Regions from separate parts of the Mus musculus genome. Here all the other regions are linked to region 3. The links are chromatin contacts, called in public Hi-C and HiChIP or PLAC-seq maps. All regions are on one chromosome and are shown on one strand. The core of a region is the stretch at or near the end of the contact, and the rest is flanking DNA. Distances in the headings are between cores, read along the strand shown.

Region 1 (4,949 bases), core at 898-3,397, 380 kb before region 3:
CTAGTCTTTCTTATTAAGGGGTAGGTCACACAGCTCTGGCTCTGATGGGCTGTGGGAGTTAATGTGTCATTCAATCCAGAGTCCAGGCTGGTCACCAGCACCCTCTGTGTGCATTGGCCACCTATACTTAGGCAAGTTACATAGACCCTTCCCATTGGTTTCCATATGTATATAAAGGAAATATGTAATGGCCTCCTTACAGGGTTATTAAACGAGTTAGCACAAGAGAAAAATAACCAGGCTATTAAGAGGACTAGTGGTCTCTCAGTGAGCATTAGCTGTGGCTATGATTCATCCTGGAGAAGCATCCTGGGGCATCGGTAGACTTAGTTCTAACTCTACTGGGTATGACTCTGTGACTTCGGCATTACAGACTAGCTCTCCGCTCCTTCACGTATAACATTAAAGTATTAGCGCTGGGGAGATGGCTCGGTTAGCAAAGCACTTGCCACATAAGTGTGAGGACTTGAGTTTGATGCCCAGGGCCCACTTACAATCTTATAATCTCAATCTGGGAAAGGAGAAGCAGGAGGACGCCAGGGGCTCGCTGCTATAAGGTGCACAGCTCCTGAGGAGCAACCCTGAGGTTGCCTGCTGATCCTACTCAAACACATATACATACACACATGAACACTCTCAGAAATGGCAACACACACATACACACACACATTTGTTTTGAAGTCCAGCCTTAGTGAACACATCTTTAATCGCAGCAATCAGGAGACTGAAGCAGACAGAGCTCCGTGAGTTTGAGGCCAGTTAGGGCTACATAGTGAGGCCCTGTCTTGGTAAATAAGTAAGTTAATAATAAATACAAGTTTTAAATGGTAATAGCACAGTGTGCCTGTCTTATAGAGTTGCAGTGAAGCTCAAAGAACTAGTGGATGAGAAAACACTCTGTAAACCACAGAAGCCTGGACCCAACTGGAACTGGAGGTGGAACGGGCATCTCCACTTGCCTTGGCGTGTGCAAGCATCCATGTGCTTTACACGATGGCTACTCGTCTTTATCTGCTTCCTCCGCTTGATTTGTCACATCTTGCTCTCTCTTCCATCCGCTTTGATGTCTATCTTGTGGGATACTCATCTGTTGTAGGAACTCAGTAACCTGGGACACTGAGTGAGCAGTCCTTTTCTTGTGGCCATATACTGCTGATGTCTGTTCCAGCAGTCTGCCTTCCAATGGACTGTGTGTGTTAGTCTGCCTTCAACCTCCTACCCCACACACCACACCCCACACCCCACACCGCTGCATCAGACGCACCTCCACAGAGGGCATGCACAGAGCAATTTCTGCAGTGAGGCATCCACTCATACAAGGTCCCAGGGTGTGGACATGGGCTGGGGAGGTGCCCAGTCCTGCAGCTCCTGGATGCTTCCTGCCCTCTGATTCCTCTGATCAGCCAGCAGTGCCGTTCCAGTCCTCCAAATGAGTCTCCTTCCTATTGGCAAAGCCATAATTGCCAGTTTAGTTCCCTGCCTCATCCAGACGAGGGAAACTGAGAAACCAGATCTTGCCATTTTTGCTGACCTCAAGACCTTGTTTTCTTTCTTCTTGCCTTGAGGTCTTTGGGAATGGTGATGGGAGGTGTTGAGCTCATGCTCCCACCTAACACCCTTCCTGGGGTTTGTGTATGGGGGTAGGGGGGAGTCTCATTTGCCTGATAGCATCACTTATGACCATATATCAAGACACTTGCCAGATGCAACAGCCAGGAGTAAGCTCCAAGAACACACTTGGCAGCTGGAGGAAAAGGGCTTAAGCAAACCAAAACAAGGACACTGGAGGGAGATGAGTTAGCGAGGAGGCGGCTTTCTGGTTTTCTGGGGTTTTTTTTGTTTGTTTGTTTCAGTACTGCTGGCTGCCTTCACACTTCCTGATGGAAGTGGGGACAGGTCAACAAATGACCCAGGGTCACAGATAACTTTTGCCCACACATCATTCACTTATGGGAGCACTGGCTTGAAATTGAGGGGTGTGTGCGTGCATGTATGTGTGTGCCTGGAACTGACGCGCCTTCCGCAAGCCTAAGAAGTCTGGGCTTTTTCTTTGAATGGATGATTACAACACAGAGGATGTGGCGGCATTGTTTTTCCTGCTTGATGTCACACCACCACCCTTTAAAAGTCCCGGGGAAAAAAGGAGGGAATCTAGCCCAGGATCCCCACCTCAGTTCTCAGCTTCTTCCTAGGAAGAAGAGAAAGGCCAGCAAGGGCCCAGCCTGTCTGGGAGTGTCAGATTTCAAACTCAGCATTAGCCACTCAGTGCTGTGCAATGCTAGGGACCTGCCTTAGACTCCTGGTGGGCGTGCTCTGCACTGTCTGCAGCTTGGGCACTGCTAGAGCCTATCCGGACACTTCCCCATTGCTTGGCTCCAACTGGGGAAGCCTGACCCACCTGTACACGGCTACAGCCAGGACCAGCTATCACCTACAGATCCATAGGGATGGTCATGTAGATGGCACCCCCCATCAGACCATCTACAGTGAGTATGGGTTCCAGGTTGGGAAGAGGGGAAACTCTCTGCTGTTGACCTACAGAGGTATTGGGGAAACCTTGGGCTAGATAAATTGTCTAGTTTCTTGTATGCATAGTTTTGGGGTGTGTGTGTGTGTGTGTGTGTGTGTGTGTAACCTAAAAGGAAGATTTTTTTTCTTCCCCTTTATTATTTGACTCACAAGTTTTTCTCAACCTGAATAATTGCTATTGTAACCCATTTCCAATAATGAGAGATAATTTTCTTTTCTTCTGCTCAAGAATTAGAGGGAAAGATGGACAGAAAGACAAGGGCTCAAAGAGAAGAATAACCCAGACAGAACTTAACTGGGAGAGACTAGTCAGGGTTACATTGTGAGACTGTCTGGAAACTAAAGCAAACCTTCTCAAGAGACATTATGTTAAAGACAGACCACCAAGCTGCTTTGTCTTAGCAAGTCTGACTGAATGCATCCACTCAGCAGGTGTGCAGGGTACTTCAGAAGCGTCCTGTGTGGTTGGTTGGTGGTTCTTCTCTGAGAAGCTGAAATGTGTTTAGTTGCTAACAAAACTGATTAGCTAGTGGTGAACTCACTGGTGATGTGAAACAATTGGAATATTCTTAAGGATGGAGTCTATGGAAAATTGGATCACTAATCATACCTGTCAATCAACCAGATGTATTCAACTGAAAGCCCCTTCCAGCATAAGGAATAACACATAGAAAATAGAGTGGCAAGAGAGATGGGTATTGGAAGAGACACATGTTCTATGTTACAGACAAGCAAAAAGTATTCTAAATGGGGCTGGAGAAATGGCTCAGCAGCTAAGGGCACTTGCTGCTCTTACAGAGGGTCCAGGTCCAGTCTAGCACCCAAGTGGTAGCTTATAGCAATCTATAACTCCAATTCCGGGAGGTTCAATGCCCTCTTCTGACCTCTGATGGCACTGAAGAAATGTGGTACACAGAAATACAAGCAGACAAGACAGCTATACACAAAGAATAAGACAAAACAAAACTGAAAAATTACTCCAAGAGGGTACAGAAGATGCAGCTAGGCTCTGTGCCATGTAGAGCACTGAGCAGTGGCAGTTTGCACTTCACTAAAGAACTTTCTGTAAGGATTATGATCGCCTCTGTGCTGTTGTAGTAGGTGAGCCCATTTCCTGGATGTGGCCTTGCTGTGCGAACAATCTTCTCTCTGCTAGAAACCAACAGACCTTAAACCTAGCAGCCAGGTACAGGCACACGCAAAGCCAGCAGCTTACACCTGCCCACGGGCTACACTGACAGGAAATGGGAGGACGAGGAAGAGGAGGAGAAAGGCTCTCTCCAAACACAAGGCATGCTCCAAAACTCAGGGGTCTAAAGGGGGGCTTGGGGTTACCTCTTGGAAGTCAGGTTTGAGGCTGATGTGGAGAATCTGGAGTAAATGTGGGTACATTCCATGGGTTCCCAGAACTGTTTGTGTTCTGTGGACAGGACTTACAAGGTGCCTGACACCACACAACCCTCTGCCACTGGAAATGTGACATAGTTCTTCATAGACCTCTTGTCTCCCGGTGCATTATTCAACTTTTAGGAAATGCCATTGTAGCCTTCTCTCCGGAAGACATCCCTGACTTCCGCTGCAATACTACATGTGATTTCAAGTACTGGACAGTAGATAAGGGTGAACTATTTTGGTTCTAGAGATTGGAAATTTGCTTCTGATTAGAGGATGTGCATTCCACTTTCCTAGAATCATAGAATCTCTTTGTTGAAAGGTGGTCAGTCTGGAACAGTCCAGGCTTGGGTAGGGAGGATGTGTGAGATCAGTCTAAATGGCAGGCTTACAGACATCCTTGGGAGCTTGCAGACATCAGGACTGGAGGATGCCAGGAGCAATGAATATGGCTGAGAAGCAATAAAATGAATTAACCTGACTTTAGCTGGGTGTAATTTTTGTCTTGTGTAGGCTTTCCCTTTGTGGGGAAAGTATCACTAATCTGATGTACTGGTCTCAGTTATGTGCATTTTCATAAGAATGACTCTTTATCTTGTTCTTATCTTTACATGCTATTGATATAATCTTCCTCCTCATCAGTTACAGCAGAGCATGGTTTAATTATGACCTCATTTATTTATTTTATTCGTTTACTTTACTTCATCTGTATGACTGTCTTGTTTGCATATATGCCTGTACATCACATGCATACAGTGCCAGTGGAAGTCATTATATCTTCAAGAAGACAAAATGAGGCACGTGTTTCTACTGTCCCCTTTCCAAGTTTTGCTTTAGTAAATTCTTGGTTAAGAGTTGAATGTTCAACTCCTGCTCAGGTGGTTGGTCTTGACAAGATGGAATGATCTGCCTCAAAGATGCTCCAAGCTCCCCTGAGCTCAGAAGGCTCTTGGGACCTCTTCAGGATCAGTAAGCTTTTTCTGATATGAACAAGGCCAGCTTCCCACTCTCCATCAAACACAGAATTT
Region 2 (4,870 bases), core at 1,879-4,378, 480 kb after region 3:
CTCAGGCAGGTTAGTCAGGTCCTCATCCATAAATCTATCAGCAGGAGGATCCTCGAGATTCCTGGGCTATGTGCACCACTCCATCCCCTCCATGGGGAGCCTGCTTCTCTCTCTGCACCCAGCCGCAGGCCCTGTACCCATTCTGGATCGTGTTGTCACTCAGCCCATTCAGATGGAACTCCGGGAAGTCCCGACATGAAACTTGGTAGGCACCTGTCTTTGGCTGGTCTCACAGGGACTATGTTTTGCTTCCATGGTGCCTGGACACAGGCAAAGTGGTCCTCTTGGGCCCCAGCAGTTAGCCCTGCACTCTGGATGACCTCTGCACTTCTGGAATACCTCCTTCCTCCTCAGGACCTGCTAGCTCCCTCGCTGCACTGTCTCAGCTACCTTCATGCCAGTTCTGGTGCTGTCTCTGCCCAGCCCCCCTCCCAGCCACCCCCCAGCAGAGACTGGCACCACCTCCCAGCTCTCAGGTGGGATGGCTAAGGCCCAGCATCTAGCTAGGTAAGGCTGTGGCCCGCTGACCCAGTCTGTGAGCACTGGACTGGCGCCAGGAGGACTAGAGGTCACCTTTGACCTTCCAGCAGTGACATCTTGTTAGAGGAATGACTTGATGCTCCCAAGTCTACATCCTCTCTCTTCTGCAAATAGCCAAGTGCCTCCAGCTGGTGGGTAATTGTCAGAAAATAATTTGCCCCAAGGTCACTTGCTGCTTAAACAGCTGGCTCTGTCTTTTCCGGTTTGGCTTGGTCTGAAGTCCCTGGTCCTCCCCCATTCCCTGCTGCTGTCATCTTTCACACTCAGCTGCTGAGATTTTCAGTGGGGGAGGAAGGGCTTCTCACTGCCGGTTAACTTTGGCCACGTCTTGAGTCTGCTTTTTCTTCAAGACTATTCTGAGCATAGCCTCATATCTCCATGAGTCCCGGCCCTCCTGGACCAGCACCTTAACGGTTATGTGGTGGTCTGCTGGCAAGCCTTGCAAACTGATTTTGTTTTTGCTTTTAAATCTCATGTGCAGAATGGTGAGGGGGACCAAGGAGGAGCACTTTGGTAAAGCTTCCTTGTTTGTGGCAGAGTCCACACAGCAGCGCAAGTCTGAGATGGCAATTTTATAAAAGTCTTAAAACTGACCTCAAAGATAGCAAAATAGATGCCGAGCTGCCGCCCTGCGTCATTTGCCCCTGCGTATCTGACCTAGAAATTACCAGGCACTTGGCTTGCCCCAGTGTGGGGTGAGTCCATCTGAAGACTGTTTCTAATTAACTGCCCTAATGTCCTAGGGAGACGTATTTCTACATGTTTCCTGCAGAGCCTCTCATTATAAAATACACTGGTTTCGTTCAGAGACTACTGTGCAGTCCCAGAGTCCTCGCAGCTCTGTCATTTTAAAAAGTATCTAACTTTTTTTTGAGTTAAAACTGTTCTATTAAAGAATTATCGGGGGTGGGGGGAGGTGGGGAGATGGTTCTAAGAAATAAAGACCTCGCTGTGCAAACATGAGGATGGGGGTTCGATTCCCCCAGATCCATGCAAATGCCACATCTATGCAATTCCCATGGCAACACACCTCTTCCCCAGGTCACCAAGAGCGAGAACATATGGAAGAAACAATTCCACCCGAGTCCACCTTGGCGGAGCAATGAGTTTATTGGTGTTTGTCACAGGAGCGTAGGGGACCAAAAAGCAGCTTTCTGCCTGGAAAGCTCACTCCAGTACAGATGAGGCTGAATCCCTGGCACTCCACGCACATCTTGCAGCCAGCTCCACCCAAATGTTCCCCTGTCCAGCAGTTGCTTCCTGCTTATGTAACCTTGGGCAGAGGCCTATGACTCTTGTTGCTTTTTGTGTCCTGAGAGGATGCTTCCCTTTGAAGGAAGTAGTTACACAACCCTAGGCATCACTCCAGCCTCCTGACCCTTGCTCAGGTCACACTGAGTAGTGCAGATGTGTCCTCCCAGACAGGCAGAGTCAAATCCTTCTAATGCTTGTGTTCCTGGGTCCCATCGCTCGCTTCTTGGCAAGTGAATAACTTTCTCCAGTCTTCTTTTGTGCATTGCAAAGTGCCTAGGGACACATATGCAAATTAACTCTCAGCATCAGCCTGAGAACCTGAGGGGGAATGTGTCTCAGACTTCCCCAATCTCTAGATCATTGACATGTCTGCTGGGTAGTTTCGCACTGTAGAAACTGTCCCATGCTTCAAAGGTCAGTGGCACCCTGGTTCTGCCTTCTGGAAGCCCATAGTACCTTCTGTACCGCCTGTGACAATTGAAAAATTGTCTCCAGATTTTGCCAACCAGTCCCTGGAGGCAAAGTCTTTCCAGAATAAGTGAACCATTGGGTAACCTGAACCGAGGTAGCAGCTGTGTTGCCTTCCAGACAGAAGATAAAACAACTTTTCAGCACAGACCCTGCTGCGGGTTCCTGTTGTCGCTCACTCCTCCTGTAACCCAAGGGTGTTTCCCGAGCATACAGCTAACCTTACCAGGCACAGTGGAAGAGCCAGGGAACTCCAAGATGTGTTTCCTTTCCCAAGAAGCTCACAGTTACTCTGGGGAGACAGGACTGAGCTCTTCGGCAGAAGCAACTGAGACAGCCATGAGCCATGAGTCTTGCTGTGTTGAAGGTGAAGACCTCCCCAGAGCAAAGGAGCAGTGGAGCAGCAAGGGAAGGGATCAGAAGCCACTGAGTCCAGACAAGAGGACCAAGGAGACAAGGCTGAGTCAGGCAGGTGTCAGGAAGGCAGTGCTGTGGACATCTTCAGGGGTTGGCACTGTAGATTCAGGGCTGAGCTGGGAAATGAAGGACAGGTAGGCACTGCCAGTGGCAGGGGCAAAAGCTTGAAGGCTGGACAGATGGCCTGGGGTGCAAGGGGAGGCTCTCTGACTCATACCAAGGGACTGAGATGATCGTGCTGTGAGTCTTCAAGGGCTGAGTAAAGTGTAGAGGAGGAGGCAGCAGGGTTAAGGCATTCCTAGGGCTCATGACCTCCCATCACAAATGCAGCAAACTACCAAGACCAATCAGTCCTGTGCTCAGAGCTGCAGGGTCCATTGAGCCCTTTGCCTGCCTCCTGGAAGCTGTCACAGGGAGCTATGACTCAGGGCTTATCTCTCTCCCAGGTGAGTCACACATCTGCAATCTTCTTGCAGTAGGAATGGCTGCCTGAACTGTCACCTGTGGCCAGCTCAGTCCCCTCAAAACGCCAGGCTCCACCCCTGCTTCCTGGGACACCTGATCACGCCAGGGCATCACTCCTTGCTCCCTTGGCATTTCACACAGTACCAAGGTGTCTCCTCCGCATGACACCTTACACATGTCACATGGCCTGTTGGATAATCTGAGCAGTCCCAGTTTCACCTGCCATAGAGTCCAGAGATGGGACATGGTTTCATGTCTCTCTCCTCCCTCTTTATACCTGTTCTGAGGAGCTACCACAGTAGTGATTTCCCCAGGGGAGCAGTATGAAACAGCCACCTCCTCAGGTCTGGTACCCATGAGCTGACAGAGAAGCAGGTGGCAGGATGTGATCTCCTAGCTGCCAGCAGCCTAATACTGCTATTCAGGGACAGGCACTCCATCACCTCTTTCCTGATATCTTGGAGGACATGCTAATATACATTTGAGAGGTCTGGGTTGACCAGTAGTCCCTGCCTATGGGTCCTGTATGGCAAGACAAAGGCTACCCTTAGTAAAGGGTAAAGAGAGTGGAGGACAACCTCAAGCCAACCAAAAGGGAAAACATATTAGAAGCATTGAGGCCCTGAGGACTGTGGAGTAGTGGGACAGTCTCCTGAGTGGTGACAATGCATCTACACTCTCTAGTGGGCCAGGCAGTTCCAGGACTGTCCTCTGCTTATCTAGACTGCTAGTCCCTGACACTGTCTGGAATCGTTGCTTACCTCAAGCCTACACTTGGCTATGCTCTGTGAGGAAGCACGTCAGAGCTCTGGAAAGTCAACTTCTTTAACCAGTCGGGATGGAAAGGGCAGGCGATGCCACCATTGCCACTGGCAAGGGATTGAAAGCCCAAGTCCATGCTCAGGACTTCCACAGATGCCTGGAAGCTCGTATCCTACGTACAAGGACCACAGCAACCGCATGGCTGTTATGGAAGTATACCACCCTGGTCTGAGAGTATTTTTGTAATTTGCAGTGGTGCCCATTCAGTCAGCCCCAGTGAGCACAAGAGCCTGACTTGTCACAGATGCCAAGCTTGCCACCAGCTCTCTCGGTGTCTTCATGCCCTTTCCTGAGAGCAGACACAGGCATCATAGACCTCTTAGATGCATCAGCTTACTCTGGGTCTCATTCAGTACCATCTATCCTAACAGGTTGAAGAGTCTTGGTGCCAAGGAATGTGTCCTGGGGAGCCTATAACCCCTCCCATACTACGAGTCCCGAGTCTCATACCTGGAGCCTGGAAAGCCCTGTTTAGACAAACAGAACCCTAGACAATGCCTACCGCAGATGGGATCACAGAATGTCTAGTCTGTACACTCATGGCACCCCACTCTTGTCTTTTCCATATCTTCATCCATGGAATGATGGGGTGCATCTGGGAGGAACTGGCAAAGCTTGAATGTTCAGGCCTTGTATTATTTTCTATGACAACATAGGAGAAAACAGAAAGGGTGATCAGGAACATACTTTGTCCTCTCTGCCTAGGCTCCTTGGGTGACAGGCAGTCTAAACCCCCATCTAGAAAGACTAGCAAGTTTTCCTGGTCACCAATGGTAGCTAGCCACAGTGCTGAGAGCAGAGAATGCAAAGATATTACCAAGGGCCGAGACTTAATTGAAAGGGCAGCTTCGCCAGGGTTCTTTCCTTAGGAGATGAAAGAAATCCCACGCCCTTTGTGTGTGCT
Region 3 (4,792 bases), core at 431-2,930:
CAGTAGCAATTGAAGCAACTGTGGGCTAGTCCTTTTCAAGGCCGAGTGGGTCTCGACAAGGCAAGTTAACCAGGGAAGTTAGGACAAAATCTTTTGAGGGTTGAGAGTTATACTTCATTTTCTTTGAAGCCTTAAGAGTTAGCAAGGTGATATGACACGGTAAGTTTACAAAAGTCAACAGCTTTCCTAAATTAGAGCAATGAAAACTGTTTCACTTGGAAAAAAAAAAACCTATAAAATAGCCAAATCAAACACATAAAGGTTGTTGTAAAAATAGCTTTAATGTACTTAAAGATATCAGAGACCTAGGCAGGAGGGGCATAACTCAGTGGTGGAAGAGGTGTTTAGCATGTGTGAGGTTCTGGGTTCATATACCCAGCCCAGCCCGACTCCCGACACATGGCCTGAAATACAGGAAGAAGTGTGTTCTGGATGAGAACTCATTATTTTGAAAAAAACTGAAAAAGAAAATTAGGAGATATTTCTTATCAAAGAGCAAGTACATTAGGAATCTATACATTATAATAGCATGGCAAAGCATAGGAATAAGCAGAGGATTAGCAGATAAGAATATTCAGGAATATATGTATATATGCATATGCATGCAAATTTAGCAAATGTACTTCAAAGTAGTAAGAAAAAATAATTATGCTATGCAATAAGTATTTGGGCAACTGGTTAACCATTTGGCAACAATTTTTAGAATTTCTTATTGAACAGTATCATTTCTAAGAATTCGTTCCAAAGAGGTTAATGAATGTCTGAACAAAAATAGTGATTATAGTAATTTTTGTTACATAGTAACTTGTGTCTCTCACAGTAGATTATTTAAGATATGTGTGTAACATGTAAACTATGGAATGCTATAGTCTGAAGAAATAGATTCATACACATGGGAATGGAAAAATATATTAAAATGTAAAAAACAATCAGGTTCTGAATCTGTGGTCATTCTTTGACCTATTTTTAAAAATACACCTATAGTCTCACACTACTTCTTTGCCTTTAAGAATATTCTTCCATCGTACCTCTTTTGTGACCGGTGTAAGAACCTATTTGAGGCCTTAGCATTCAAGGCACTCAGGTAAACCTGCTTGGAAACCTCCATATTTGCCATGCTGTCTAAAATTTCACGTTTTTACATTCTTGCGTTTCCAAATTACTTTTTGCTTTCTTCTGTCGATTCTAAAATCCACGAGGACAGGGACAACATATTGGTCAGTGTTCACGTCCAAGCCCAGTGACACGTGGCCAATAGCTCCCTTTATTTATTTATTATTTTCTAGATTGCAAACACCTAAGCACCTGATTTCAGCAAGCTCATTTACACCCTCAGGTAGAACTATCATCACCTCCAATTCGAGGATGTTGCAAACAACAAAGAGGTTTGAAGCTTTAACCTTTAAGCCATTGGTCGAGTTGTGCTTCTCAGGCCTAGTACTTGGTTGGCCACTAAACTCGGTATAAGGTGATCTTTAATAAACGTAGGTTCTGCATGGAGGAAACGCAGCCTGCCACGCTTGACGATCACGTGGTGGGTATGATGGCCGGCTTCAAACAGCTTTACCACACAGGTAAAGGCGGCCCGCGACAGCACGCGCGGAAGTTCCAAGGGCGCCATAGAGGCGGAGCGAGTTTGCGGTGGGCGGGACCGCCACTGATTGGCTGGATCCAGGCGGAAGTCGGGAGGTTCGATGGTCCGAAGACGCCAGCTTGTGACGGGGAGGGGGAGAAGGAAGGCTTCCGTAAAGGGTGCCTTTCGGTCCTTTCGCTCCTGGGGACCCTCGGAAAAAGCCCACCATATCGACCCCACGGCTAGCCCCTCCCCCAGGCTCTCTCCGCTCGATTTCGCACCGTTATGTGGGAAGCGAATCCGGTGAGTAGCCGGCGGGACGGGGCGGGCCCAGTGGGCGGGGTTGCCTGAGAAGGGCGGGGAGGCGTTCCCGGGAACTCGCCCCCGCGGTGCCTCAGGCTGGGGGTTTGCGTTCCGGGGTCGTGGCTGTCCCGCTTCGCGGGGGCCTCCTGCGGGCCGTGGACTCGCAGCTTTGAGCCGTGGGAGCGTTCGGTGGCCGCTTCTACGCTGTTGCTTTCCTTTCCCGATTGTTGATTTTACTTCCGGGGGCTTCTCTGTCTTCGCTTTTTTCCCTCATTTTATATTTTGTATTCTGCTTTCCAGTTGAAGTTACTGGCTTTCGAACCTGCTAGTTCCTTTCGACCCCCGCACCCTCGTTGCTCCTTCTTTTTGGAGCTACAGAGCATGGAGGATCCTCTATATGAGTTTCAGGGGATGACGTTCTTAAATGTTTTCTTTCCGTGGTTAGAACAATGATCTGGAATCCTTTGTTTGCCTTCAGTAGGTCTTATGTCTGCAGGCATTTTTTTTTAATACTTGCTTTCATTCATTGGTTCGTTCGTTCATTCATTCGTTCGTTCATTCAAACTCCTACCCGCCATGAATGAGGATTCAGATCTATTTGTCAAGAGTATTCAGATCTTGTTATGGGAATGTAATAGTGAGAAAAATGTACGCTGAACTTAAAACTTCGGGGTCGATGGGCAGAATCGCATTTCAAGAAATTTGTGGACTTAGTTTGTGAAACTACCTCAGAAGCTGAGCTAACCATTAATTTGACTTCAATAACCCTCTAAGTCAATACTTGAAGTAACCCTTTTGCTTTCCCTCACAAAACCAGTAACCTACTTCCTACTTAAGTGTATTATCAGTTAAGTCTATCAGTAAATTTTCCCACGTCTGAAAGTTAGTACCTGATTAGAAATGAGCCCATGAATTGGGATTCAGTCCACATTGTAGTTCCATTCCATCCCATTCCATCATGACAGTTACCAGATAGTTTTGATTCATACACTAATACTGTCATCAGATCAGGGCAGAGGAAAGTATACGTTTGGATGTGATTTTAGCAAAATTGGGATAGCTGTTCATACATACACGCTGTTCACTGTTAACTATTAAGTGTCATCAGTATCCATCTCTTACATGTCAATATGGAGTTGGTTTTTACCAGCCGCCCCGCCCCTTTGTGTTGATTTCCCCACAACATACGTCAGCAGTGTATATATTCTGTTCAAGGTCACGTACTTCAAATCCTCTGAGTTGTGTGTTCAACTAGAGAACAGCTCCTGTTGCACAAGAAATGCTTGTTGAATTCTTGACAGTGACTGGCACAGGAATGCACTAAGGGTTCTGTGCTCACTCTGTACCTCTTTCCTTCAGGATCACACTTCTATCTGTATTGTTGGGCCATTTATACCCTGGTGAGAATTACAAAGGATCTAGTGAGGGTTTCATGTGTTTGGTTTATTATAAAAACCATTTTCTTGGGGAAAAAAAGGGGGGGTGGGAGGGAGCACTCTTCTGTGAAATCATAGGTAAGACTTTTAAGTTTTGCTAAGCAAGCTGACTTTTGTTATTACTAATGAACACACAGCCTTGTGTTTTCTGTGCTCTGGCCCATCCTCATATGGCTGAGTTCTGTTGGTATTGTTTTTCTTTATTTTGGTTTTGGCCTTGATTGTTTACCTTTTCTTCTCCTGTGAGCACCAGAATGTTGTCAATAAACACAGCTTAGTTTTTGAAAAAAATATCTCATATGTTTATGGGTGTTTTGATTGCCTGTATGTTTGGGTACCACATCCATGCAGTGCCCTCGGATGCCAGAAGAGGGCATTACATTCCCTGGCATTGGAGTTAGCTGCCATGTGGGTGGTGGGACTCAAACCCTGGTCTTCTGGAAGACCTTAACCATGGAACTGTCTCTCCAGCCCCCACAGCTTAGTTTTGATTTGACTTTCTTTATTTTTTTTTTAATAAACTTGGCATTCGTGGCGTTCACTAATAATTTGTGAGTTTCTTTTGATGGACGGGGCACCTGCAAAGCTTGTCTAGCTCTGCCCAAGGAATAAAATTGCCATCGTAAGCCATGAACATCTGGGAGAATTTAAAATCCAAGTAGAAAAGCAAAGCAAACCCTAAGCACTGTGTACAGTGCCAGGTACAGAGAAAGTGCTTCCAAGACCAAAGAGGGAGGGGTTGTCATAGTTACTGTTTTATTGCTGTGAGGAGACACCATGACCAAGGCAGCTCTTACAAAAGGAAGCAATTACTTGGGGACTTGCTTACAGTTTCAGAGGTTTAATCCATTATCATCGTGGTAGGAAACATGATAGCATGCAGGCAGGTGCTGGAGAAGTAGCTGAGAGTTTTAAATCCTGATCTGTAGGGAGGGAAAAAGGGAGGGAGAGAGACAGAGACAGAGGGAGAAAGACCAAGAGACCAACTGATCTGGCTTGGGCTTTAGAAACTGCAAAGTCCACCCCCAGTGACACACTTCCTCCAACAAGACCCCAATCCTTTCAAACAGTTCCGCTCCCTAGTAACTAAGCAGTCAAATACAGGAGCCTAGAGGGGTCATTCTTGTTCAAACCACTACATTCTATTCTCAGCCCACATAGGCTAGTAGTCACATCATAATGCAAAAATGCAGTCAACCCAACATCAGTCCCCATAGTCTATCCCAGTCTTAACACAGTGTAAAAGTTCAGAGTCTCTTTTGAGACTTATGGCATTCTCTTAATTGTAACCCCTTGTAAAATCAAAGTAAAAAAGGAGACCACATATTTTGAACATGCAGTGACGCAGGATATATGTTACTGTTCCAAAAGGGAGGAAATGGAGCATAGTGAGGAAATGCTGGACCAAAGCAAGACTGAAAGCCAGCAGAGCAAACTCCAAATTCTCCATCACTACGTCTGAGGTCAGAGGGCTCTTAGG
Region 4 (4,603 bases), core at 255-2,754, 290 kb before region 3:
TGCATCTGTTTACTGTATGATAACCCGTGTGCTGGCTTCTTTTTTGTAGCTTCTTCCCAAGAACCATGTGACATTCCCGTACCAAGGTATGGGGAATGGTTTACAAAAGGTTATATAACTATCCAGAAATGGGAACCTCAACTTCCTGACCATCTGGCAAAAAATGTTTTAAAACCAACCGTCCGTCCATCCATCCATCCATCCATCCATCCATCCATCCATCCATCCATCCATCCATCCATCCATCTATCTATCTATCTATCTATCTATCTATCTATCTATCTATCTATCTATCTAATCTGTCTGTCTATCTTTCTATCTATCTATCTATCTATCTATCTATCTATCTATCTATCTATCTATCTATCTATCTATCTATCTATCTAATCTGTCTATCTATCTGTCTATCTTTCTGTCTATCTATCTATCTATCTATCTATCTATCTATCTATCTATCTATCTATCTATCTATCTATCTATCTAATCTATCATGTGTCTGCATGCATGTACACATGTGAACATGTATGTCTGCATGTGCTTGCCACAGCACCTGAGTAGAGATCCAAGGGCAACTTGTGGGAATCAGCAGCTCTCTCTCCTGCCACGTGAGTCCTGGGCATTGGACACAGGTCATCGGACTTGGCAGCAGCCACCTTCACCCATGCACGCCTCACAGTGCTGCCTTTTGCCATGAAAAATGGCAGAACAAGGCATAACCATAGTTAAGACTTTCAGTTTACCAGGTACTTGTGAGTGTGGGTCCTTCATCTTGTCTCCTCTTTGGACATCAGCCCCTTGGCCTTAGGCTGCCTGCTAAGGATTCTGTCTCTTCCTAATGTGTAGCTAGTGAAAAGGTGGAACTTTTCATTGCTGTCCACATGTTCCATCGCAGCCCAGTCCCCAGAGTCTTGAGTGCATCCCTATTCGGACAGATACCAAGGATGCCCTCATTTTCAGTAGACGGGGTGTGAAAACCCACCCACACCATTCTGGAAGTACAGAAAATCTTAGACATCCACTTCAGTGTTGTCCAAAGCAAGGGGAGTGGTTCGTGGAGGAGTGCTATGTATCCTAATGACTTGATATTTATTGTAATGATTTTTAATCACATATTTGATGATACCATCCTGTTTGACAAATGTTTCTATGGTGTTGAAGCTTTTAAAGAGAGATCTGTTTTACAGAACATAAGGCAAAAATGCACTGTTTTAGAATAGCATAGGCTATGTGTAAACAACTCAAACCGAGGAAGCACTAAGTCCTTAGAAGCCAGCACCAGCAGCATCTGCCCCTTACTCGCACCTGCCGTTCCTCCTCGCCAGTGGCAGAGAGGGTGGAGCAGCCCACCCACTCCTGCAAACTCTGAAGCCCAGGCTTCTGGGGGGGGGGCTGTCTTTATTTAAACAGTGTTGCCATCATTTCCTATCGCTCTTCCTGCTTCTGTTCTGGTCTCCTGGTGACTCACCCTCTCTGGCTGACCTTGGCCACTTCTCACGGCTCACTTCTGCTTTCCTGGTGTTTCCCCCATGGCCCGTGACTTTCACCTCTCTGTGTGCATCTGCCTCTGTCCTGAGTCCTCTCCAACTTTTTTTTTTTTAAGCCACTGACTTTTATCAGGCAGTTCTCCTGAAGTGCTCCATTCTAGAAGCTTTGGTCTCATTCAGTCTCTGCTCTGGGCAAGCAGCCCTGCGCTCTTATAGTCACTGGTCACTCTTTAGCATTTCATCTGCCTGGGTGACATCCTGGGTGTCAGGACTGCTGTGAAGGGGACATTTTTTATTATTATTACTGTGTTGTTGTTATTGTTGTTAAAAAGCCAAGCCAGGGGAAGAGCTGTTGTAGGGTTTTTGTTTGTTTGTTTTGCTGTTGTTTTGGGTTTGTTTGTTTGTTTTAACATTTATTGTGTGCATGTGTTGGGGTGGGGGAGGTGCATATCAAAGTATTTGTGTGACCATCAGAGGAAACTTACAGAGTTGGTTCTCACCTTCCAACACATGGGTCCTGGGGATCGAACACAGGTCATCAGAATTGGCAGCAGGCACTTTTACCTTTTACTCTCTCAGCCGTCTTGCTGGCCCCATGTAGTTTGAGCCCTGATTGTCCTCCTGCAGTTAGGTTAAAGGCTTGGTGCAAATGGGATAAGGTAAGACGTATGCAAAGGATGTTAGGTCCTGAAAGAGACTCCTTGAAGAATATATTGGGGTCCCAGTGACTCAGCCCCTCCTCCTTCTTGGCCACCTTGACTACCAAGGTGTGTGCTGCCTCACCACAGACCCCAAAGCAGTGGGAACAAAAGATCACCGGCAGAGTGCTCAGAAATGGGGAGCCAAGGTAAACCTTCCTCCTTGAAACTAAACAGCTTGCATGTTGGTTCCGGTGCCAGAAAGCTGACCTGTGTGTGTGCTGTCCATGCAGAGTCTACGTACACATGAGTTTAGCTCTCATGCATGTGCACGGCAAATGTGCCTGCTACCCAGGAAGGTTAGAAGAGAGGGCTTAAGAGCCCTAGGAACCTGGCTTACAGATGGTCTTAAACCGCCATGTAGGTGCTGAGAACTGAACTTGCGTCCTCTGCAAGAGTACTCAGTGTATTTAACCACTGAGTATTTCCTGATGTATTTCTAAGGACATGGAAAGCAACGTGCATGGCTATGTATATGCTGGGGGGAAATCTTGCAAAGGTACTCACCTTTTCAGCTGAGGACAGAAAGTGAAGTAAAGCCAAGACCTTAAAGAGTATACAGATTGCTGAAGGCATGCTGTAACAGACACAAAGTCCCTCCATAAAGGCTGGGAGACATATGGTCTCAGACAATTTAAAGAACTGCCTGTCTGAGCATCACCCGAACACGAAAACCCCACAGACCCTTCGGAGGAAGTTGTAGATGACCAAAAACATAGACTTCACACAATCTGTAGAGGAAAGTCACTTAAGGAAAAACACAGCCTCAACAGAGCTCCAGCAAGGGTGAGGGCAAGTGAGAGGTCCTACTTCAGTGTAGAAGGTGGGGGGAGATGGAGGAAAACACCTGACACCAATCTCTGGTCTCTACGCACACACACACACATATACATGCACACGGCTGTGCGTGCACGTGCATAATTTCACATTACACACAAACACATGCACAAAGAGAAAGTCAAGGAGGAATTAAGGTATTTTCGGATAAACAAAAACTGACAGACTTTATTGCTAGGGGATCACATAGAAAGTACCGACTGGAAGCTAGAAGTGTGGATCAGTGCGAGTACACACAGTTGGCACACAAAGAGGTGCTGTGTTAGATGTCTAGCACAGGAAGGGAGAGAGTCGGGGAAATATTGAGAGCTCTTGCAGCCTCAGTGAAAGGACACTAGGCAGTAACTCAAATCCACACAAATCCAGGCACCCAAATAGAATTAGGCAGGAAAATAAAAATAAAATATACATGTTGATTTTTTTCTTTTATATAAACATTTTCTTCTGATTTAATTAGTACTTATAAAATGCCATTGATGACATCATGTATAAAGATGTAATTTGTATAATGACAACAGCACAGAGAAGAGGGAGTGGTGTACGGGTGTTAAGTTTTTGAATGCTGATGTTAAATTGTAATTACTCACGCTTTGTTGTTTTAGGATCTTAATTGTAAAGCCAACAATATTCAGTAAAAGAAAACTAACAAAACAATATATCTGCAAAATTAAACAATAAAATACTTCAAATGCCATATAGTACCTGTTAAACATAAAATGGAACTCTGATGGGAGAAAAGAAAAAAAAAAAAAAAACCTCTCATTCTTTCTAAGAACGATAGGACAGAGGACAAACACGAACACTGCCTTAGTAATCATTACATTAACTGTAAATGGGCTAAATAAATGCTCTAATTAAAGAAAACAGACAAGTAAAGAAACATGCTCCAGATATGATGTGCTGCCTGTCAGGGACATATTTTAGATGCCAAGAAAAGTATGTTTAAAGTAAGAAGTTGGAGCCTGGCACTGTAGCTCAGTAGTGCTAGAATGTATTCATGAGGCCATGGGCTCAATTCCCAGTGTCACAGAAAAAAAGGTTAAAAGATGGAAAAACATGCACACACACATAGAGGAGACCTGGAGTGGGTGTGCTCACTCCAGACAAAACAGACTTTCCTGCAGGAAAGAGCACTGTGCACTGAGGAAAAGGGAAACCATCCTGGAAGACCTAGCAACTGTAGCATGCATGCACAGAAACCCAGAGCTGCCAATTAGACAGGAAACATTGTTTTGTCTGTGGCAAAAGCTTCCCCCCCACCCCAGCTCTCTTCTAGTCTCCGGAACTTGCACAATGTAAATCTAACCACTCTCTGACAAGGCAGGGTTTCGGGTGCTTGGAGCCAACTCATATCCCTTCTCACTCTCCAACCCATGCCACACCAGCCCCATGCACATTTTCCTAAGATACGATTCCATTTTTCTGTGAAGAGAGCTACTGTGACATTAATGAGAAGAGGCGATACCCCTTGCAGAATCTCCAATTTGGACAGAAGCTAAAACGATCTTATGCAAACCTGTTTTTGTTTATAGTGTGCTACATTTATATTATGTTTATATATATTGCCACCCCTTTGGGGTCAAA
Region 5 (5,091 bases), core at 1,455-3,954, 470 kb before region 3:
TTGTACCCAGTGCACTGGCGTCCATGATGTGGACAGTTGTACATACACACAGCACACACACACTCGCACGCGCACACACACACACACACACATGCACACACACACGCACACACACACACATGCATGCACACAGTGGGGAGCAACAAAAGCAGTTTCATCAAATCCAGATCATATATTGTGCTGGTTTGGTTTATTTTAGTTTTGGTATTGGTCTGGTTTTTGGTGGGGGTGGTGGTTTTTGTTTTGTTTTGTTTTTGTCATATTGACACAGGCCAGAGTTATTTGAGAAGAGTGGGCTTTGATTGAGAAAGTGCCTCCATCGGATTGGGCTTTAGGGCATTTTGTAGATTTGTCACTCTGTGAGAGGGCTCAGCCTACTGTGGGTAGTGCAGCCCCTGAGTGTGTGGTCCTGGGTTGTATAACAAAGCAGGCTGAGCAAGCCACAGAAAACAAGTCAGGAAGCAGCACTCCTCCATGTTCCTTCCTCAGTTCCTGCCTGCAGGGTCCTGCCTTGACTTCCCTTCACGATGGACTGTGACCAGGCTGCTCTTGGTCATGATATCCCAGCAATGGGAACATAGCTAACACATGCATGTAAATCCCTGCTGGGGGATTTCAGTCCTTGGTGAGCGTTCATGGAGGAGCCAACCCATTGAGTTGCTCATATACACATCCCTAGTGCCCGTGGGCAGAGTGGCGCTTTACTGCCTTGTTTCAGTTCATAACAGGAAATGCTTCGTTTGGTATGTTTAGTGCTGTGGCTTTTTATTTCTATGTTTTTAATTACTTTGCTATTTCAAATGGTCCAAAAGCAAACTGCTGAAGTGCTGTCCAGTGTTGATAAAGATAAGAAGATAAAGATAAAGATAAAGATAAGAAAGACGTTAAGATGTGCCTTATGGGGAGAAGGGGTCAGATACGGCATGGGTTAGAATGCTGTTGGCCAAGAGTTCAATGTTAATGAATCAACAGTACATATTAAATAAAGTGACTTTAAACAGAAACACCAATGAAGATGTGTTGATCAGATCATGGAAATGTGGACAGAGACTTGCAGGAACATAATTTGATATTTCTCTGAAAAGTAGTAGCCGGTATTCACTAATGCAGAGTTTCCAGCTCCTGTGGAAGGTGAAGAGAATGACTATGAATAATGAGGATCTCAGAAGCAAGGGACACATAGAACCATCTGCATATTCGTATTTTCTTAGCCAGTGTCCTCTGGGAACAGGCACCATGACCACAGCAACTCTTATGAAAAAAAAAAAACAAAGCATGCTTTATTGGGGCTTGCTTATCATTTCAGAGGTTTAGCCCATTATCAGCATGGTAGTGGGCATGATGCTGGATAAGGAGCTGAGAGTTCTACATCTGGATCCACAGGCAGCAAGAAGAGAGAGCCAGTGAGACTGGCTTGGGCTTTTGAAGCCTCAAACCCAGTGACACACTTCCTCTAACAAAGCCATATCTTCTAATCCTTTCAAATACCAATCCCTAAGCATTCAAATATATGAACCTATGAAGGTCATTGTTATTCACATCTATCATACAGAAACAGAGAACTCATCACAAAAAAAACAGCCACCAGCTCCTCTCTGGAGATGTATCCGTATCCAGCAGGAATTGTGGTGTCATAGACAGGTGTGACCCACGAGGAGAGCATATGGACAGATCTTTTCCCCATCCTTTCTAGACTTCTCTCATTTTTCCCCTTTATATCGAAACCCATTTTCCTGTTAGCTCCCCTGTATTCAAAAGTTTCAAATCCAAGCAACAGCATAGCGTCAGAAACCGGGAGCATTGCCTGAAGAGTTTACACAAATCTAGGGTAAAGGCTGGCTCCAATCTATGCACTGTGGCTTGTCACATTAGGCATATTACCTACCCTTCTTAAGCATGCTTTCTCATTGGTAAGCTGGTTGGAAATTAATAATAGTATCTACCTCATTGAGTAGTTGGAAGGATCAAATATGAGCAGACTACCTGGCATATAGTCATTCTATAAATGTTTGCTATTATCCTTCCTTCCTGACTGCCTGCCTCCTCTTCCTATCTTCCTTCCTGTCTGACCTTTTCTTCCTTCCTTCCTCTCATTAGATAGTAGGGATACTAAGTCACTTAAAACACTATGTCCTCGAGGAGTTGGTAAAAGAACACAGGGTAACTCAAAGTACCAGCCAACATATGACCAGGATACACAGCCAGTGCAGAACAAAACACAAGAGTGCTATGCAAGTCAAAATAGAAACATTAGCAATGCATGGTCCAAAAGAGATGTCAAATCCATTGAGAGCAGTGGGCTTAGCTCTGCCTTTCTCTGGCACTGAGTGGGTATCCTCTAAAAGCCCTTGTTATTCTCAGTGGGTCAAGCCCAAATCCTCTTGGCAGGCAGACAGCACCACCTGTGTCAGTAGTGGAAAGTTTCAGATACAAAGGGTCGGGCAGGTTAGAATGTCAGGAGGAAGTCACAGGGTAGGTGACTAACTTTGTATTTGAGTGGAGCAGGACGAACTGGTGGATTTTTGTCAAGTGAACCTAAATTTTAGACATAACAATAGGATGAAGTAGTTAGAGGAATCCGAGTCTACCCACAGAACTGTGATAGGAAGTAGCTGTCCTGCCACACGTCCCTGGCTATCTCCTGCAGCTCTCTTGCTGGTTAGCTGATGAGATGTTTCCTGCTTTCCAGATGAGCAGCTGAAACTAGAGGATTCAGTGTTAGGAAGGAAGGGAGGGGCGTAGTCCTGGGGTGGAGTGGGAGACCAGTCCTGGGCTGCATGCTGTGTGGTGAGCTAAGAGAGGAAGTGGATAAATACTTTTTGTTCTTTCTAAGAATCATCTGAATCATTTTGACTGGTGTAACATTTTCTAATTGAATTTCCTCTGTTATAAAATGCATCCAAAAAAATGTAGAAAAGTTCAATGAAATTTTTCAGCTGACCTACCCATGTACATTCTTGTACATGTAGTCCCTATGTTTGTTAAACCATAATGCTGTGCTGTGTTTTCGTAAAGGGTCTCTTGTTTGCTATTTGTTTGTTTGTTTGTTTGTTTAGTAAGGGTCTCACTGTGTAGCCTATGCTTTCCCAGAACTCATAATCCTGCCAGAACCTCACAAATGCTAGAATTACAGATGCGCACCCCAGCACTTGGCTCTTCTTTTAGAGCACATCAAGCACCATAGATCCAGGCTGGCCCACTTCCCTTTTTCCTCTTGTATCAGATATTGATAAACATTTATGTTTTGTAGTATAGTGGGTCACATTGGCGGTTTTCTGGGCTCTCCTTGGCTTATTGATGAGTCTCTAGTTGGCCATAGATTTATTTGGTGGATGGCCTGGGCTTGGCACTTGGGCTTGGCTGGTGGGAATGCATGGCTTACTTTCTGATGTTCCTGGCACCGCTTTCTTTCCTTCACTGGGTCTCATCCTCTGGGTTGATCAAGTAGTAGAAATTGGGGATGAGAGAGAGAGAGAACTGACCCATGCTTGCTTTGGCCACACAGTCGATTAAAGCAGATTCAAGAGGTAGACTGAGAGAATGCATATTTGGATAATCGTGTGACAAGGACATGGACTGGAGAGAGGAATCAGGGGTGATTTTATGTCATTGGGTCATAGCATCTGTCTCCTCAGCGTCCTGCAGTATCTCAGTTTTGTTATTTTTCATATTTATGGTTGCATCATAGCAACAGGGCACTATTGAGGGTCACTGTGAGGAGGACAATTGAGAGCTTTGTTTTCTACACATGACTCAGCTTGCTTTATTGAGGTCCAGTGTATAATTAGGTTTAGCAGCTTTATTAATCTTGCTTGCAGCTCTTTTGGGCCAGGAGGGTACTGGTGACAAATCTAAGGGCCTCGTGCATGCTAGGCATGCAAGCGCTCTGTCACCGAGGTGCATCCTCTGCCTGACACATTATCTTAGTCTTTGAGGTTGTGTCCACCTTTGTGCCACTTGCCCTGTGCTCCAACAGCTGTGTAGAGGCACGTTAGAATCTCTCTGGGGCGTATAAGGAGCTTTTATGGACTGTAGACTGTCAGTTTCTTCAAATTTAGTAGATATGCTTTAAATTCAACTCAAAAGGGGTTGCACCAAATGACTCTCCTAAAAGGATGGATATGTATTCCCTTCTCACAGATCCTCATGTGAACTCAGCAGAGGGTTTCAGCCTTACTATTCTGACAATACGAAACAAAACAATACTCCCTGCCATTCTGCTTTGCATTTCCCTGGGTCCCGGGGACCCCAGTAGCACTGAATGTGCCTGTTGGGCGGCGCTTGGCTGCCTTTGTTTCTGTGGATTGATGAATGAGTGAGTCTTCAGTACTCATTTGGATGATGTTGCTCAGGTTGCCTTTATCGTCACTTGTCCGTCTGGAAGGCTAAGCTTTTGCAAGCCATCCTTGCAAATCCCTCTTCATAGGTTCTATGTTGTCTTCCCAGTTCATGCTATGTTTTCTTTTTTCACAGAGGACTTAAGTGTTCATCCCGGCATTCTATCATTTCCTTACAGTTTAGATTCTATGTCTTAGTTGCGATATCCTTTATCATACCAAGGATCATAAGTATGTTCTCATGTGTTTTCCTTTAGGACTCTTAACATCTTTTATTATTATTATTATTATTATTATTATTATTATTATTATTATTATTATTATTATTGCATCGGCCTTTAATCTGTGTGATATTCCATATTCCATATTATGAGTTATGTATCCCATTATATTTGGGTCCAGGAAGGAGATTTAGACAATCCCTGTGGCTAAATGTTTTCTAGAGCTGATGGACCTAAGTCTTTAGGTTAAAAAAGAAAAGGTAGAAACCTGAACAGAAAGCAAAAAATGAAATCTGCAAGTAGATTCTTCGCAATAAAACTTAAATAACTGTCTCTAAAAGTTTTATTAAATTAAATAAAGCACGGTGACTCCTCAGTAGTAGATTTCTGAACAGCAATTGCATTTTCTCAAATAGACACCAGAAAGCAACCAATTCTCAGACAACAGCTTGCATATTACCCAGCAAGGCAGCCATTTCTGTCCCTCTCCACTAGCTCTGTTACTGGCTAGCTATGACCTTGGACAGTTTATG

The links. Hi-C and Micro-C count contacts between places; a contact is called where the count stands out from the background. HiChIP or PLAC-seq counts read pairs in DNA pulled down with a chosen protein or histone mark.
Region 1: a contact with region 3 is called in an H3K27ac HiChIP or PLAC-seq map of embryonic stem cells, with 8 times the contacts expected there. The contact joins the promoter of Fgf23 here to the promoter of Parp11 in region 3. A contact is called at or near these places in 14 of 39 promoter capture datasets (the 3T3-L1 cell line, the C10 cell line, the HPC-7 cell line and 10 more), 2 of 15 datasets of contacts at CTCF or cohesin (the NIH/3T3 cell line and large pre-B cells), 3 of 484 Hi-C or Micro-C datasets (cortical neurons, nephron progenitors and uterus), 11 of 115 datasets of contacts at active chromatin or transcription factors (T-cell acute lymphoblastic leukemia, acute myeloid leukemia, embryonic forebrain and 7 more) and 5 of 9 other capture datasets (adipose tissue, embryonic stem cells, liver and 2 more).
Region 2: an H3K27ac HiChIP or PLAC-seq map of trophoblast stem cells shows a contact between it and region 3, with 4 times the contacts expected there. The contact joins the enhancer-like site here to the promoter of Parp11 in region 3. A contact is called at or near these places in 7 of 39 promoter capture datasets (3T3-L1-derived adipocytes, cranial neural crest, embryonic stem cells and 4 more) and 6 of 115 datasets of contacts at active chromatin or transcription factors (astrocytes, embryonic stem cells, neural tube and 2 more).
Region 4: a Hi-C map of erythroblasts shows a contact between it and region 3, with 2.2 times the contacts expected there. The contact joins the enhancer-like site here to the promoter of Parp11 in region 3. A contact is called at or near these places in 11 of 39 promoter capture datasets (the C10 cell line, the HPC-7 cell line, embryonic stem cells and 7 more), 1 of 15 datasets of contacts at CTCF or cohesin (CD8 T cells), 53 of 484 Hi-C or Micro-C datasets (B cells, the Ba/F3 cell line, the C2C12 cell line and 32 more), 40 of 115 datasets of contacts at active chromatin or transcription factors (the 230-238 cell line, CD8 T cells, DN3 thymocytes and 31 more) and 4 of 9 other capture datasets (adipose tissue, embryonic stem cells, liver and 1 more).
Region 5: a contact with region 3 is called in an H3K4me3 HiChIP or PLAC-seq map of bone marrow-derived macrophages, with 3 times the contacts expected there. The contact joins the enhancer-like site here to the promoter of Parp11 in region 3. A contact is called at or near these places in 11 of 39 promoter capture datasets (the C10 cell line, the HPC-7 cell line, cranial neural crest and 6 more), 6 of 115 datasets of contacts at active chromatin or transcription factors (the NIH/3T3 cell line, bone marrow-derived macrophages, embryonic midbrain and 2 more) and 2 of 9 other capture datasets (adipose tissue and macrophages).

The regions. Positions count from the first base shown.
Region 1 is chr6:127,070,755-127,075,703 of GRCm38.p6, forward strand. Fgf23 (fibroblast growth factor 23) reads left to right here and starts at 2,148. Exons shown (of 3, transcript NM_022657.4): 1 at 2,148-2,486. The coding sequence starts at 2,276.
Region 2 is chr6:127,932,208-127,937,077 of GRCm38.p6, forward strand. The region is part of intron 3 of Tspan11 (tetraspanin 11); the gene reads left to right. Gm38903 (a long non-coding RNA gene) reads left to right here. Exons shown (of 2, transcript XR_869464.1): 2 at 1-4,870. It overlaps Gm15870 (a long non-coding RNA gene), which reads right to left. Exons shown (of 3, transcript XR_003956523.1): 2 at 4,469-4,608; 3 at 2,482-2,934. Among named protein-coding and RNA genes, the nearest start is that of Gm38903, 6.0 kb to the left of the region's middle. Within about 2 kb of position 3,129, at least 11 of the 459 cell types and tissues checked have an H3K27ac peak or open chromatin away from gene starts, as enhancers often do. A contact at or near this core is called in trophoblast stem cells, where this site is marked.
Region 3 is chr6:127,451,947-127,456,738 of GRCm38.p6, forward strand. Parp11 (poly (ADP-ribose) polymerase family, member 11) reads left to right here and starts at 1,681. Exons shown (of 9, transcript NM_181402.4): 1 at 1,681-1,876.
Region 4 is chr6:127,161,562-127,166,164 of GRCm38.p6, forward strand. All of the region lies in intron 1 of 9330179D12Rik (RIKEN cDNA 9330179D12 gene), which reads left to right. Among named protein-coding and RNA genes, the nearest start is that of Ccnd2, 13 kb to the left of the region's middle. Within about 2 kb of position 1,505, at least 75 of the 459 cell types and tissues checked have an H3K27ac peak or open chromatin away from gene starts, as enhancers often do. A contact at or near this core is called in the 230-238 cell line, B cells, CD8 T cells and 8 more, where this site is marked.
Region 5 is chr6:126,979,312-126,984,402 of GRCm38.p6, forward strand. No RefSeq gene overlaps it. Among named protein-coding and RNA genes, the nearest start is that of Fgf6, 34 kb to the right of the region's middle. Within about 2 kb of position 2,705, at least 22 of the 459 cell types and tissues checked have an H3K27ac peak or open chromatin away from gene starts, as enhancers often do. A contact at or near this core is called in the HPC-7 cell line and bone marrow-derived macrophages, where this site is marked.